2 separate regions of the Mustela erminea genome follow, and region 1 is linked to region 2. Evidence: chromatin contacts called from public Hi-C data. All regions are on one chromosome and are shown on one strand. The core of a region is the stretch at or near the end of the contact, and the rest is flanking DNA. Distances in the headings are between cores, read along the strand shown.

Region 1 (6,846 bases), core at 2,012-4,511, 58 kb before region 2:
TTTTAGAAAAAGGGGGTGTTTCATTCACCTATGGCATGGAAGAGTGGACAAGTGCGCACCTAGGTTCTGATCTTCAGACCAACACCATGCCCCTGTACTTGCTTCCCTGACTTGGTTTCCAAATAAGACCTTAGTTTCTGTTGGCTCATCATCTGTATTATAAGAAATAATAATAACAATAAAAACAATGAAAGGGGTAATTCATTCCAAAATGGATCTCCCAATCATAAGAACGACTTCCAGAGAAAGCGGTAAAGGATTCCTTCGGGTTGGGGTAAAAATGGAAGGCACGGTCATCAGTTGCCCCCTACTGGTCAAGAGGGGCTACCTCGTCTCAGATATTAATAATTTGCGTGGTTGAATTCTGTATAAGAATCACAGAACCGAAGCAGAATGTCATGAGTCCAAGGGAAAGTGGCTTGCTGAACACAGAGTGAGTTACTGGGGGTGCTGGGATGAGGAGCTAGGAACTGAGAACCCCAGGGATCAGTTTAATAACCCCAGTCTGCTGAGGCCACAGGCTACAACAGCCTTAACCTGTACTCTAAATTAATCCCCCACCCCTACCCCGGGGATGATTTCACCCCTTTAAACAGCTTTGGTAAAGCCTTAGCTCTAAAGAGAGATTTTGAGTTTCATATTCTAATGTATCACAAAAAAAAATCACATTTATCCAAAATCAACCATTTCAGCCACACATTTTGCACTAATTAACAATAAGTTATTCTTGGGGCCCACTTCTTCACTTCCAACCTACCCCCTCCTCTCTCTTTCCCCCTCTCTCTTCTGTGCCATTCTAAGAAAATGTATCCTTGAAACTCTTCATGAAATAATTACAAAATGTCATTTTATTTTTGAACTACGTATTTGCTGATATCTGGATCATTAGGGTTCAATGTAGTGAACAAAAAAATCAAAATGGGGGCGCCTGGGTGGCTCAGTGGGTTAAGCCGCTGCCTTCGGCTCAGGTCATGATCTCAGGGTCCTGGGATCGAGTCCCGCATCGGGCTCTCTGCTCAGCAGGGAGCCTGCTTCCTCCTCTCTCTCTGCCTGCCTCTCTGCCTACTTGTGTTCTCTGTCAAATAAATAAATAAAAAATCTTAAAAAAAAAAAAAAATCAAAATGGAGGGTTTCACTCTATTTTTAATACTTTTAAGTCTGAAGTATTTAAAAATGTATTTGGGATAATCTTTTTTGTTTGAAAGGACTTTGTGACCCAATAATTTGTCAAAATTACCTCCAAAAATGTTAATATAAGTGGACACCTGTTGGGAGAAATTTCTAAATCAATGCCAGCTGCTTCTATGTCAGAGTCACCTTAGAACTTTTTTTTTTTTTTTTTTTTTTTTTTTACTCCGAGTCACCTTAAAACTTTCATTATTCAGGTAAGAATCCTTGTCTGGATTCTTTTAATTATGAGAATGTAGGGCAAGTAAGCCCTCGTTGCCCTGAGTGGAAAGTGGTATAAAGCTTTTTGAAAGAGTGGAGAAGCCTGCCCCCGCCTTTAATACCTCTTGACGAGCAAATCTCGTTGCCAGGGAGGAAGAATGAGAAAGTGTCTAAAAGTCAAGGAGTCTTCTGCAGGCAAAATCTCCAGATCGCAGCGCTTTCTCTCTGAGATCCAAAGACGGGAAACGCTGTTGGGGGAGATGCAGGGCCACTGACAGAAAGGGATATGGAAGCTCCTGAGGGAAACTCTGTGAGAGAGATCAGAAGTGGAGAGAGCAGGGGTTTGGGGGTGTGAGGGTGGGAGGTGGGAGGAAGCTTAGTGAGGGTTCATGAGAAGCCCAGAGACCCACGGGTTAAAAAAATAAATAAATAAAATAAAAGAATGGTTGACAGCATTTGGCTGTGTTCTGTTAAAGTTGACAAAGACTCTTGTTGAGGTGAAGGTATTTGGAGAAGTCCTGTTATGGTGACCAGCACTTCCTCAGCACCACACGTGGAGGAGATGCGGAGGGTCCATGTGCAGCCCTCTGAAGGGCTTCTTGGGGCCCCTCCTGGTTTTGCCACTGACCAATGCCACAGAGTCACAGACTGCTCTGTTAGCAGAACATATTTGCACATCATCTGTAACCCCTCTGGGCAGCCATATTCTTTTTTTTTTTTTTTTTTAAGATTTTATTTACTTATTTGACAGAGATCACAAGTAGGCAGAGAGGCAGGCAGAGAGAGAGGGGGAAGCAGGTTCCCCTCTGAGCAGGGAACCCAATGCGGGGCTTGATTCCAGGGCCCTGAGACCATGACCTGAGCCGAAGACAGAGGCTTAACCCACTGAGCCACCCAGGCGCCCCTGGGCAGCCACATTCCTCATGCTAACCAAACCGGTTATCGGTTTATAGTAACAGGTACGTGAGTGCAGTTCAGTGAATTGGAAAGGTCCCTGTCCTCTGCTCCCGGGCCTCAAGGCGGAGGCACGGGGGCTTTCCCTGCTACCAACCGGCTGCCACAAGGCTGAGACTTAGTGAGGATCCCATGCCGGGTCCTGCCCAGGGTACGGCTGAGGCAGGGTATCTGGATCCACGTGCTGGGGGTATCCGTGCGTTTCAGGAAGTCTTTGCACTCGGAGTCGGGAATGCGGCCCTCTGCGGAGGCCTTAGGGATCCAGGCCAGGTTCTGCCAAAGGAGCAAGGAAGGGCCCCCTTTCAGCAGCAAACCCGAGCGAGCACTCCCCGGAGGGTGAACATATGACACCTGCGATCTCTCCCCACCCACCCCCGCACCTGCCGCAGGCCTGACCCCGCTGACCTGAGTGAGCGCACCCCGAGGTTCGTGGGTGGCAGGTTTGAGGGAGGGAGAGGCCTTGCAAGGAGGACCCTGGACTTCCCGCTCCCAGACACTCCTGCAGGTGCTCATGCAACTATTTGGAAAAATTAGACCTGATTCCTGGAGCCGAGGAGGGTTGGATGAAGCAGACCGAGCTGGTTACCAGGAGTGACTAAGTCACCTCGTTTTAACACCCAAGGAAAGCCGGACTTTTTCCTTTTCCGCTAGTTGTGTTCTTCAGCGCGTGGCCCTGCAATGGAGCTGGTGGGGTCCTCAGGCGCTCTGTCTCCAAGAGATCAAGGCTCTGCTGAGGGGACGGCCATCCAGCAGGTGTGGGCTAAAGCACATTCCTCTGCTTCATCACTCCGGCCCTAGCTGACCTTCAGCAGACAAGCTGGGAGCTGGTTGGCCAACTGCCTCACCCGGTGGGAAGCGTTGAGCTGTCAGTCGGATCCACGCATTTAAGCCTTTTCACTAAGTTGTGGAGAGAATGGGGGTGCCTGGGTGGCTCAGTGTGTTAAGCCTCTGCTTTCGGCTCAGGTCATGATCTCAGGGTCCTGGGATCGAGCCCCGCATCAGGCTCTCTGCTCAGCAGGGAGCCTGCTTCCCCCTCTCTCTCTGCCTGCCTCTCTGCCTACTTGCGATCTCTGTCTGTTGAATAAATAAATAAAATCTTAAACACACACACACACACAAAAGAAGGAATGTAGAGGATGAATCTGTGACCTGTGGGACGGGAAGCTAAATGGTTCGGATGGAGCGACCATGTGGCCACGGAGAGCCTGTGTCAGCAGGGTCCGGCGTAAATAGAAGCTGTGTCAGGGGAGGGGCGGAAGGGGAAGTAGGGGAGAGGAAGGCCTTCTGAAGCTGGATGATGACCCTGATGCCAGTGCAGTTGCCACCGTCTCTGGAGACTCTTTCTAGAACTCTCCACCTCACACGGCTAGAAGCTGACAGAGGCACACCACGTCCCAAGTAATCGGCTCCAACAGCCCGGGACCTTGGTGACTCCCCTCTTCACTCCCGCACTGCACTGGTCAGTCACCGCTACGCGGTTTCAAGAGTCTGTCGCTCGCAAAGGCTGCGTTCCTGGAGCTTACCCACGGGCAGCTGCCACATGACGATGCTCAGCCTGGTCCTTTCTGACGCTTGTCGAATCTGGCCCGCCCTGCCTGCATCCGGGGAGCAGTGGCAGGAAGGCAGGCCTGCGGGGCTGGGGCAGCGGAGCCTGTACACCTCGAGGCTCTGGGTCGGGAGCTGGCCCTCACGCCGGCTCTGTCCGGCTCAACCCCCCACCGCCTAGGGTTGAATCTGCTTGCATTTTCTTGAGAGCTGTATGAAAGGGCTTCCTTTATATGTCTCAGTTTTGGAATTGGAGTGTCCCCCTCAGTCCTGACCACGTATACACCATTGAGGGGTGCCAAGGGGTGACTGCCACGTTAGGCAACAAATGCCACGAGTATTGATAGCCTGTGTGCCCCACTTGTCCCTATGTCTCCACTCCCCCGTGTTTGCCCGCAGTAAGTTCCAGCTCCCAGGAGCTGTGATGGTTCCTGGTCTCCCTTTGTTGAGGTCATTCTCCCAGAAGGCCCATCTTGGAAATGGCCAGTGGTTGCCAACGTGAGGACTCCCCTCACAGCGTCGTGTCCTGATTCCAATGTCCTCATCATGGGTGGGCAGAGGAGAGCAGAGCACTTCCGGGATTGCTGGCAGTTGAGTTCAGTGGCAGATTGTGGGCCCTTAGCTCTGTGCTTTCCTTCAGCCCCTGCTCCCCTTGAGGCCTGCCCTAGTTTAGGGCTCAGAGGTCTTGGCAGTAAACCCTGTTGCTTGAGGTCATTTTTTAGCCTGGGGCAGAAGAGTGTGTGTGGGGGGGTCTGTGTTCCCTATTTCTTGCAACCATAAATTCCCTGCCTGGAGTCCACTGTATGATGTCATCCAGACCCGAACAGGGAGGTAACAGAGATGGGAAGGGAGGGAAGAAACTGGCATGGGGTGCCATCGCCCACTCTTGGACCCACGTACCATCTTGAGGTTGCAGAGCAGAAGGACCAACGCGATGGCTCTGTTCCCTGGTCCCTTTGCCCTTGGCATTGGGTGGTAGGGAGGGAAGAGCGGTGGAAACTGTCCTGTCGGTGACCGTCCTGGGTGAGCTGGTGTCCTCCAGACGGAATGTTACCCAAGCAGAGTCTGACACACTCACTGTCACCATTTAACTAAGGGAGCCACTGAGGTTCAAAAAGGTGAAGAGGCTGCTGAAGGCCACAGAGTTACTGAACGAAGAGGCTGGGATTGAAACTCAGTCTGACACGAGTGTTGACTCACAACCACCCGTGACCCGGGCAGGCCTGTAAGACAGCTGGGGTGACAGGGGTGAGTTTGAGTTGTGTTTACACAGTGGGCCTGGAGGCATTTGCAGACTTCTCTAGAACGGAGGGGCCAGGGGCTGGGGCACCTTGAAGGCAGGCCAGCACTGAACTAGACCCAGCAAGGTGCTGTTGGCAGTCTGTGAGTGACAGGATGAAGCCTTGGATGGGCAGAGGAGAGAGAAAGGAGTTCAGGGAGATGTCGAGATGGGAGCGGGCAGCCCAGTTCCCTCGGTCCACCCCTCCTTCTCCTGTTGACCTGCTTCACCCCAAGTGGGGTCAAGGGAACCCAGGCCACAGTCCTCACTCAGCTCACAGCAAACGGAGGCACAGAAGGGACTGGGGACGGAATTAAGTATATACAGCACAGTGGGACTTGCAGTTTGCTAATTAAGAGCCCAAAGGCCAAATCTGGCCTACAGATGGGGGGTTGTTGGGCCGGCTGTGTTTTTAAAAACATTTAAAAATATTTTAAAATGGAGATATCTCACATGAACCAATTTCTGGACTTCCTTGAACACTGGAAAACTCTAACAACACTGGAGCCCTGTCCCTCCATGCCAACTCCTGGGGGGGTAGGCAGTGCTAAGCAATGGCCTGTGTCTGTCCCCAGGCCCTCCCCCACCCCTGGGACAGCTGGCTCTGTCACTGCTGCCCCTGGTGGTGACCTCTGTATGCGAGCTTCACCCTGAGGAAGACCTGTGTTGTGACAGAACTGAGGTGCTTCTGAGGGAACCCCGTAGGCAACTGTGCATAGAGGTTTGGTGTTCAGGAGAAAGGGGGGGTCAGTGACATAGATCCAGAAGTGACCACAGTGTGGAAACTGGCAGCCAGTGACCCGGTGAGGGCAGAGAGCATAAACAGTGCATGTGAGTCATGGTTGTCTAGAGAAACACTGTGTGTGTGTGTGTGTGTGTGTAAGAGAATTATTTTAAAGAATTATTCAGGGGCGCCTGGGTGGCTCAGTGGATTAAAGCCTCTGCCTTCAGCTCAGGTCATGGTCCCAGGGTCCTGGGATCGAGCCCCACATCGGGCTCTCTGCTCAGCAGGGAGCCTGCTTCCCTTCCTCTCTCTCTTCCTGCCTTTCTGCCTACTTGTGATCTCTGTCAAATAAATAAAATCTTAAAAAAAAAAAAAAAAGAATTATTCACACGATGGGGACAGTCAAGTTTGAAATCTGTAGGTCAGGCAGGCGGGTTGGAAACTCAGGTGGGAGCTGATCGTACAGTTCTAAGGCAGAATTTTTTCGTTTCCAGGAGAACAGTTGTTCTGCTAAAGGCCTTCAACTGATTGTGTGAGGCCCACCCCCATTATCGATGGTAATTTCCTTTACGTCAAGTCAACTGACTGTAGACATTAACCACATCTACAAAATGCCTCCACAGCAACTCTTAGGCTAGTGTTTGATTAAGTATCTGGGTACTGTCCCCTCACCAAGTTAACACACAGCTAACTATCCTGCAGCGATAAGAGCAGGAGGTCAGGGAAGTGAGCCTGGGAGAACTCGCTGTTTAGGAGTGGGCAGGGGAGGAAGGTGAGTCTGGCAGTTCTGATGGGGAGAAGCACAGGGAGGTGTGGCACTGCGACCACAGGGTGCTGGGTGCTGGGTGCTGGGTGCTGGGTGCTGGTGGGAGATGCAGCTGGGAGAGCACTATGTGGGAGACCCGGTGGTGACTCTGGGTCTTTCACCATATTTCATAATAAAGGGGGTAAACTG
Region 2 (7,318 bases), core at 1,236-3,735:
TGCCACCTTTCTTTTTTCTGGCCCAGAAATCCGACTGATCCCATCTCCCACACCGACAACCATCCAGACCCCTTTTGCCCTCTGTAGCTACCCCTACACGGGTCTGCTTTTAAAGTGGTGTTGTAACCTAAATGGCTTTTTAACGTTTGGTGTGTGTGGGAGACAGATTTAAGGTCTGGTGGCCTTGCCAGCCCCCCACGGGCTGCGGGTCAATAGGAAGGCCACATTACAGGCTTGGAATGCTGCATGGATTCAGAGAAGGCAAACCTCAGGGCAAGACCTCTTGAGAGACAGGCCAGGGGCTAAGCCCCCGTTTGGAAGCTGGATCTTGGAATGCCGATGGGGAGCCATCCTACAGTTTTTGCGAGGTGTGGCTTTTCTCTCTAGTTGCTTTTAAGATCTTCTCCTTGTCTTTGACATTCAGCAGTTTCACTACATTGTGTCGGGATATGGATTTCCTTTTATTTGTCATACATGGAATATACTGTCATTCTGATTGTTAAAGGGCTGAATTGTGTCCCTTCCACAAAAAACATAGTAGAAGTCCTCAGCCCCTGGTGACTGGCTTTGAAGAGAGAATTTTTAAAAAGAGGTGATTAAGTTATATGAGGTCATTAGGGTGGGCCGTGATATCCTTAGGAGAGAGGAGATTAGTACAGAGGTACACACATGGAAAGACCATGTGGAAACACGGGGAAAAGCTATCTGCAAGCCAAGGAGAGAGGTTCAGAAGAAACCAATCCTGCCAATACCTTGGTCTCAGACTTAAGAGCCTCCAGAATTATGAGAAGATAAATTTCCTTAGTTTGTGTTACCTACTACATCATGTTTTAAAATGGCATTTTGGCTAGGGGAAGTCAAGAATGCCCAAATTTGATCTTTGGCTTATTACTTCTACCTAGCCCTAGCTCCCAAACTGGAGGCCACGGCAGGCAGCTGGGAAGCCACAGGATCTGTGATTGCTCGCCGTAAGCCCTGGTGCAGGGAGAGGAGGTACCGGGGCTGGCCCCCTGCTGCCCCCTTTACCCTACCTCGGTTGGGCTGTGAAAGCTGCTTACAAGCTTCGAGGTCTAGTATTTATTTACCACCCCAGAGCTCAGACTGGAGTCTCAGGTTTTGCTGCTGTGCTGCGAGGAAGAGCTGGTTTCACAGAGACCCGTTGTCATCAGGGCGAGTGCTTCCAGAGCGCGGGAGTGAGAAGACCTCTAGAGCAAGGGCAGGGCTGGTGCAGCCCCGGAGCCGAGGGAGTGGGAAGGAGAAGCGAGACAGTCACAAGCTCTCCCGGGAGGAAGCAGTCCATTCCTTCATTCCTCCTATTACTACTGTATAGGAAGGGACTCAGGAAAGAACCACATGCGGATGGAGACAAGGTCCTTTTTACTCAGCTACTCTGTCACCGGGAAATGTGGTCGACCCCAGAGAAACTTAACCTTGGAGTGGAATCCAGCCCAAGCTGGGAGGAGGCCAGGAAGGGAACGTGAACTCCTTCTCTCGGAGGACCCTCCTTTTCACACAGGGCAGCTCCAATCCCATATTTTGACAATTTAAATGGACACATTTAAATTGTTCTTACGCGTCTAACAACTGTTTTTGCGGGTCTAACAACTGTTACATTGCTTGTTTTCCCTTTCCCTCAAAGAGCCTACAGTCTCCAATGATGAGGTGCTCCTCCAAATCTTGTGACCGGGACGGGAATTGTCATCTTTTTTCCCCTCTGGGTCAGCCAGCCTCTGGCTGAGTCCTTAGGGACAGAGCTCCCTCTGCTGGTCGGGAGCTGGAGCCTTCTGGATCTTGAACAAAAGCCCTTCTTGCGGTGACATCAACTTCAAATAATTGTCCTCATAATCATCTAGAAAAACCTATTTATGGTACAGTACAGTTATCTATTTTTGTAGATTAATAGTGTTACTGTGAAGTATAGCAAGGGCTGCGAAGTCAGCCTGGGGCCCTTGTGAGCAGTGACCTTTGGCATATTTCTTAATTTCTCCGAACCTCAGTTTTCTCATCTGTAGAATGGATATAGTAGCACTTGTGTCAGTGGGGTCCAGTCGGGAAAACAGAAATTACTCTGGTTGCGTTCACAAAGAGAACACAGGGTAATTGTGAAGCGTGTGTCAGAGGCCTGAGAGAACAGATCAGGTGTTTTGAGGTCCCAGAGAACAGCTGTGGGGAAGCAGCCACCATCCCCGCGGTGGAGGGAAGAGCCTGGGATGACCAGAACTGCTTTAGGTCCCTATTACTGCTCAAGAAACCTCCCCAAAGCTTAGAGACTTACCGCTCTTGGGGTTGGCTGGTTGGCTAGGCAGTTCTTCTCCTGGTCTCACCAAGACTCATTAATGCTTCAGTCCTGCACTGGAAGGTAGGCTGGGTCGTGTGAGAGGTAGCCCGCTCCTCCCAGCCCGTCAGTCCGGAGAGGAGACATCTCAGAGCACAGATGGTCCTCCAGCCTCGGATTCCTGTCTGTCCCATTGGCCAAAGCAGATCGCCTGATCTAGCTGTGTCCCGCCCAAGGGGACCACTCCAGGGCCTGGATATCAGAAGGCAGGATCCATGGAGGGGGGTGTGTGTGTCACCGGTGTAATAATCCATCACAGGAACCGAACCTACAAATTTAGAGGAAGGGGCTTCCAGCCACGTACTACCTCGGGATCTTGGAGGAGGGGTGTCCTGGAGCTGGGCACAGACGTGGGGCGTGCAGGCCTCCGCCCTCCTTATGCCCCACCCCACCTCCCGCCTCTCCCCCTACTTTCCCCACCCCGCCCATGCCCTCTGGCTGTGCTGGGAATGAGGAAAGAAGTTGGAAACTGGAACCATCTGCAGCTCCAGGGAAGCAGTAAACAGATTTAAGAAGGGGCAAGTCTCTTCCTTCACCTTCCAAACTTCCTCTGACAAAGGAGACTGGTGGCTTGCGGACTCCCAGCCCGGCGTCTTGGAGCGCAGGGTGGGGTGGTGGGAGCTGAGACTCGGATGGAAGGCTTCACGGTCTTTTTTTTTTTTTTAAGATTTTATTTATTTGACAGACAGAGATCACAAGTAGGCAGAGAGGCAGGCAGAGAGAGAGGGGGAAGCAGGCTCCCTGCCGAGCAGAGAGCTAGATGCGGGGCTCGATCCCAGGACCCTGGGATCATGACCTGAGCCAAAGGCAGAGGCTTTTTAACCCACGGAGCCACCCAGGCGCCCAGTGCTTCACAGTCTTGCAGGCGTGTTGACGACTGATGGTGTGTGCACAGAGCTCAGCCCAGGTGGAACATTTGATAAGGGATAACGACCAGTATTATTAACTTTTAAAAATTTTTTTTAATTAATTAATTTATTTATTTGACATAAAGATATAGAGACAGCCGCCGAGCTCGGAGCCCGACACCGGACTCAATTCCAGCACCCTGGGATCATGACCCGAGGAGCCGCTTAACCGACTGAGCCACCCAGGCAGCCCTACGATTTTATTTTTAGTGATCTCTACACCCAACATGGGGCTCAAACCCACAACCCTGAGATCAAGAGTAGTGCGCTCCATGGGCTGAGCCAGCCAGGCACCTATTATTATTAACTCTTTTTAAATCTTTCCTAAGCACGACGGCACTGAACTCTCACTTACTAGATACCTCACCGTGGCATAACATACGGAGGTAACTGAGGCTTTATTCTGTGCTGACAAGGTCTCACTGCCCTGTCACCCTCATCCATAAAGATAGTAACATTTCTCATCTCACCGGGGAGAATGTCCGGGTCTGGCACAGAAGGCCTAGAAGGTCCTAGAAGTTCACAGGGCTTCTGAGTGGATTTTTTCAAACATTTAACTAAAACAGTGGCCTTGAAAGCCACCACCCTTCCATCACAAGATCTGGGTTTATTCAGAGAGTAAAGGTTTCTTGAGGTCTCAGAGACCTGGGGCCTAGAGAGCTCAGAGCACTGTGCTCATACCAAAGGTGCAGAGAGGAAAGCAAGGTAGGAGATCCCACCCGGGAGGAGAGAACAGTGACCAACTAGCGGAAAGAATCAGAGGGGCTTGACTGGATCTGGTGTGTTGGGCCAGAGAGAGGGTCCCACCCTCTGATCCTGGCAGGACTTCCATGGGTAGACATAAATTGCCGGGGGAGTACCAAAAAAGAGGGCAAGGAGCTGTGCATTCTGTCTCAAAGAGCCACGTCCAGGCTTGTCGATATCCAGCAGGGCATGGACAACGCACCAAAAGTAGAGAATTGAAAAGAACTGAATCAGGATCTATTTCCAAAAGTGTGGGCAGGACTTAGTAACGGCAATAAGAAGTCGGTACAGGATCCTGCTACTAATAATAGCTGGGAGCTATTAACTACCACTTTTAGGCCTGACAGAGAAAGAGGAAGGACCAGTTTCTAGAACCTGTGAGCTGTGTGTTGATAGCAGCCAGGCAAATTCTGATGTGGGGCCTACAGCCAGCCCATTGCAGTGGTCCAGCAGGTGGGAAGTTTGGGGAATAAATGAGATTCTCTTTCCCCTTTCCTGCCAGTACAAGGGGTTGCCAGATTACATAAGAAATACTTCTGCTTAAAAAAAAAAAAAAAATTAAATTGCTTATCTGAAATTCAAATTTAATGGGGGGGTTCCTGTATTTTATCTGGCAAGTCTAGCTGGTATCCCCTTTGGCTAAACCCAGAGAGAAGCCAGAGTCCAGGACATCCTACTGATGCAGCCCCAAAGGTCCCCTTGGGTTTTATCCTATAGGGAATGGAAGTAACTAAAGATTTTCAGGAAAAGGACAAATATTTTATTAAATCATTATTTAATATTTGTAGTGATACCATACATGATAGCATAAAATGCATTATTACAGGGAGAATGAATAAATTGCAGTGGGCACACAAGGAAATATTGTACAGCAGTGAAAAATCAACTATAGCCACATACAACATGGGGTTTTTGTTCTTTTCATCAGTTTCAATTTATTGATTTTTTTTGTATAGATTTCTTAAATAGCAATATTTAAATTAAAAGTCAAAACATATTAACTTTACGTAGGGTGCCTATCTTAATTAAGTTTAATGACAGCATGTTTAAGATGACTACTATATTGTACACCTGAAACTAATATAACACTGGTTGGCTATGCTGGAATTAAAATTTTAAACATAGTAAGTAAAAGATAACTACTACATTGCAGAATTATTGTCAATCCCTATGTATCATTAATATATTTAAGTTGGCAATTTTGTGTTATCATATAGTTTCTTTTCAGTAGAACAATTTTCTTTTTCTTTTTTTAAAGACTTTATTTATTTGAGAGAGAGTGAAAGAGAACACGAGAGGGGAGAAGGTCAGAGGGAGACGCAGACTCCCCCGGAGCTGTGAGCCCGATGCAGGACTCCAGGATCATGACCTGAGCCGAAAGCAGTTGCTTAACTAACTGAGCCACCAAGGCGCCCTAGAATAATTTTTTAATTTTTTTTTTTTTTTTTACCTGACTGCCTCCTGTTCATTTTTTAGCACATTTTTATGAAGGTATAATTTAGTCCTATAACTATCACAAAATCCAGTTATAGAACAATTCAATCACATCTCAAAATCTCCCTATACCCTTTTGGGGTCAACTCCTCCACTAGCCCTTCTCAGCCTGTGGAAATCACTGATCTGCTTCCCATTCCTACAGCTTTGCCCTTTTCAGAATTTCATACAAATGGAGTCACACAGCATGTAGCCTTTTGAACCGGGTCTATTTCATTTAGCATGATGCCGGAGGTTCATTCCTATTGTTGCCTGCCTAGCTAATTCCTCTTCCTAAGCGTTTTTCCACTGCATGATGTACCAGTTTGTGTATCCATTCCGAAGTTTAAGGACACTTGGGATATGTATCGGTCAGCGCTCTCCAGAGAAATAAATTCCATAGGATGCATATACACAAATATACATATACAAGCATACATACGTCTATATCTATCTGTATCTCTATCACCTGGATCAGTACCTGTCTCTATCTAGCACAAGAAAGAATTCACTTTAAGGAATGTGATTGGAGGAGAGGAATGCTGGTTAAGTCCAAAAATCTGTAGGGTTGACCAGCAAGCTAGGGACTCAGGCAGGAGTTCTATGTTACAGCTTCAAGGTAGAAGTGCTTCTTTAGGAAACCTGTTTTTGCTCTTAAGGCCTTCAACTGATTTGAGGAGGCCCATCCACATTATTGAGAGTAACCATTACGTAGAGCCAACGGACTGTAAATGTCAGTCACAACTGCAAATACCCCCACAGCAACATCTGGGCTAATGTTGGACCAGACAGCTGGGTACCATAGTCTAGTCAAGATGACACATAAAATTAACTATCACAGTATATTTCTCATTTTGGTGAATGTGAATCAAGCTGCTCTAAACATTTCCATATGGGTTTTGTGTGGATACAAGTTTTCATTTCAACTGGGTAACTAACTCAGAGTAGGATATCTAGCATTTTTGCATTTCTATCAGCAACATGTGAGAGTTCAAGCTGCCTGCTTGGAATTGTCAGATCTTTTTTTAAATTTTAGCCAAGGTATGAAGTATGAAGGAGTGAAAAAAGCAAGAGTACATATGGCCTTATATACTTTTCCACAGTTCTAAGAAAAACTAAATTTTATATATATATCTGTGTGTGTGTGTGTGTGTGTATGTACACACACATACACATGCATTATAATTCTAATTTAGAAAATAATGGTAAACTCCAACTTAAGGATAGGACTTCCATCTGTGGGGAGAAGGTAGAGGAGTAAGAAATAAAAGAATCCTATAAGTCCATGTTAGTATTAATGTAATGGTTCCCAGGTTAGCTGACAAGATCATGATTGTTCATTCTTTCTTTTTTTTTTTCTTTTTTCAGACAGGGAGAGAGAGCACGTCAGCACCTGAGCAGGGTGGAGGGAGGGGCAGAGGGAGAGGGAGAGGGAGAGAGAGAATCTTCAGCAGCTCCGTGTCACGTGGAGCCCGATGCAGGGCTCGTTCTCATAACCCTGAGACCACGACCTGAGCTGAAATCGAGTCAGACACTTCACTGACTAAGTCACCTAGGCGCTCCCGCTGTTCATTACTTCGTTAAAACATGAATACATTTTAAAAGGGCCACACGTGGACAAATGATGACAATGCACTGAAAACCAAGAATTGTGATAAATCCAGTTCTGTTTACTTGAAGTCCCATTTAAAAAAAAGAGAAAGATTAGGGGCAAAATGGGTAGTGGATTAGAAGCGGGAGAGATTAGAAGCGGGAGAGATTAGAACCGGGAAGGAAAGCTATTCCTATAACCCGTGGAAATTAGAGACCAAAGGCTTGGTGGGGGGAGTGTAAATGACAAATCAGAGGGGAAATGGAA

What was found. A called contact is a pair of places that touch in the nucleus more often than the background predicts.
Region 1: a Hi-C map of skeletal muscle shows a contact between it and region 2, with 6 times the contacts expected there. The contact joins the promoter of LOC116573699 here to the enhancer-like site in region 2. A contact is called at or near these places in 3 of 3 Hi-C or Micro-C datasets (fibroblasts, skeletal muscle and spleen).

The regions. Positions count from the first base shown.
Region 1 is chr14:80,843,398-80,850,243 of mMusErm1.Pri, reverse strand. LOC116573699 reads right to left here and starts at 3,261. Exons shown (of 4, transcript XM_032313953.1): 1 at 2,441-3,261; 2 at 1,512-1,697. The coding sequence starts at 2,856.
Region 2 is chr14:80,784,023-80,791,340 of mMusErm1.Pri, reverse strand. No RefSeq gene overlaps it. Among named protein-coding and RNA genes, the nearest start is that of TIAL1, 12 kb to the right of the region's middle. Within about 2 kb of position 2,485, the one cell type or tissue checked has open chromatin away from gene starts, as enhancers often do. A contact at or near this core is called in fibroblasts, where this site is marked.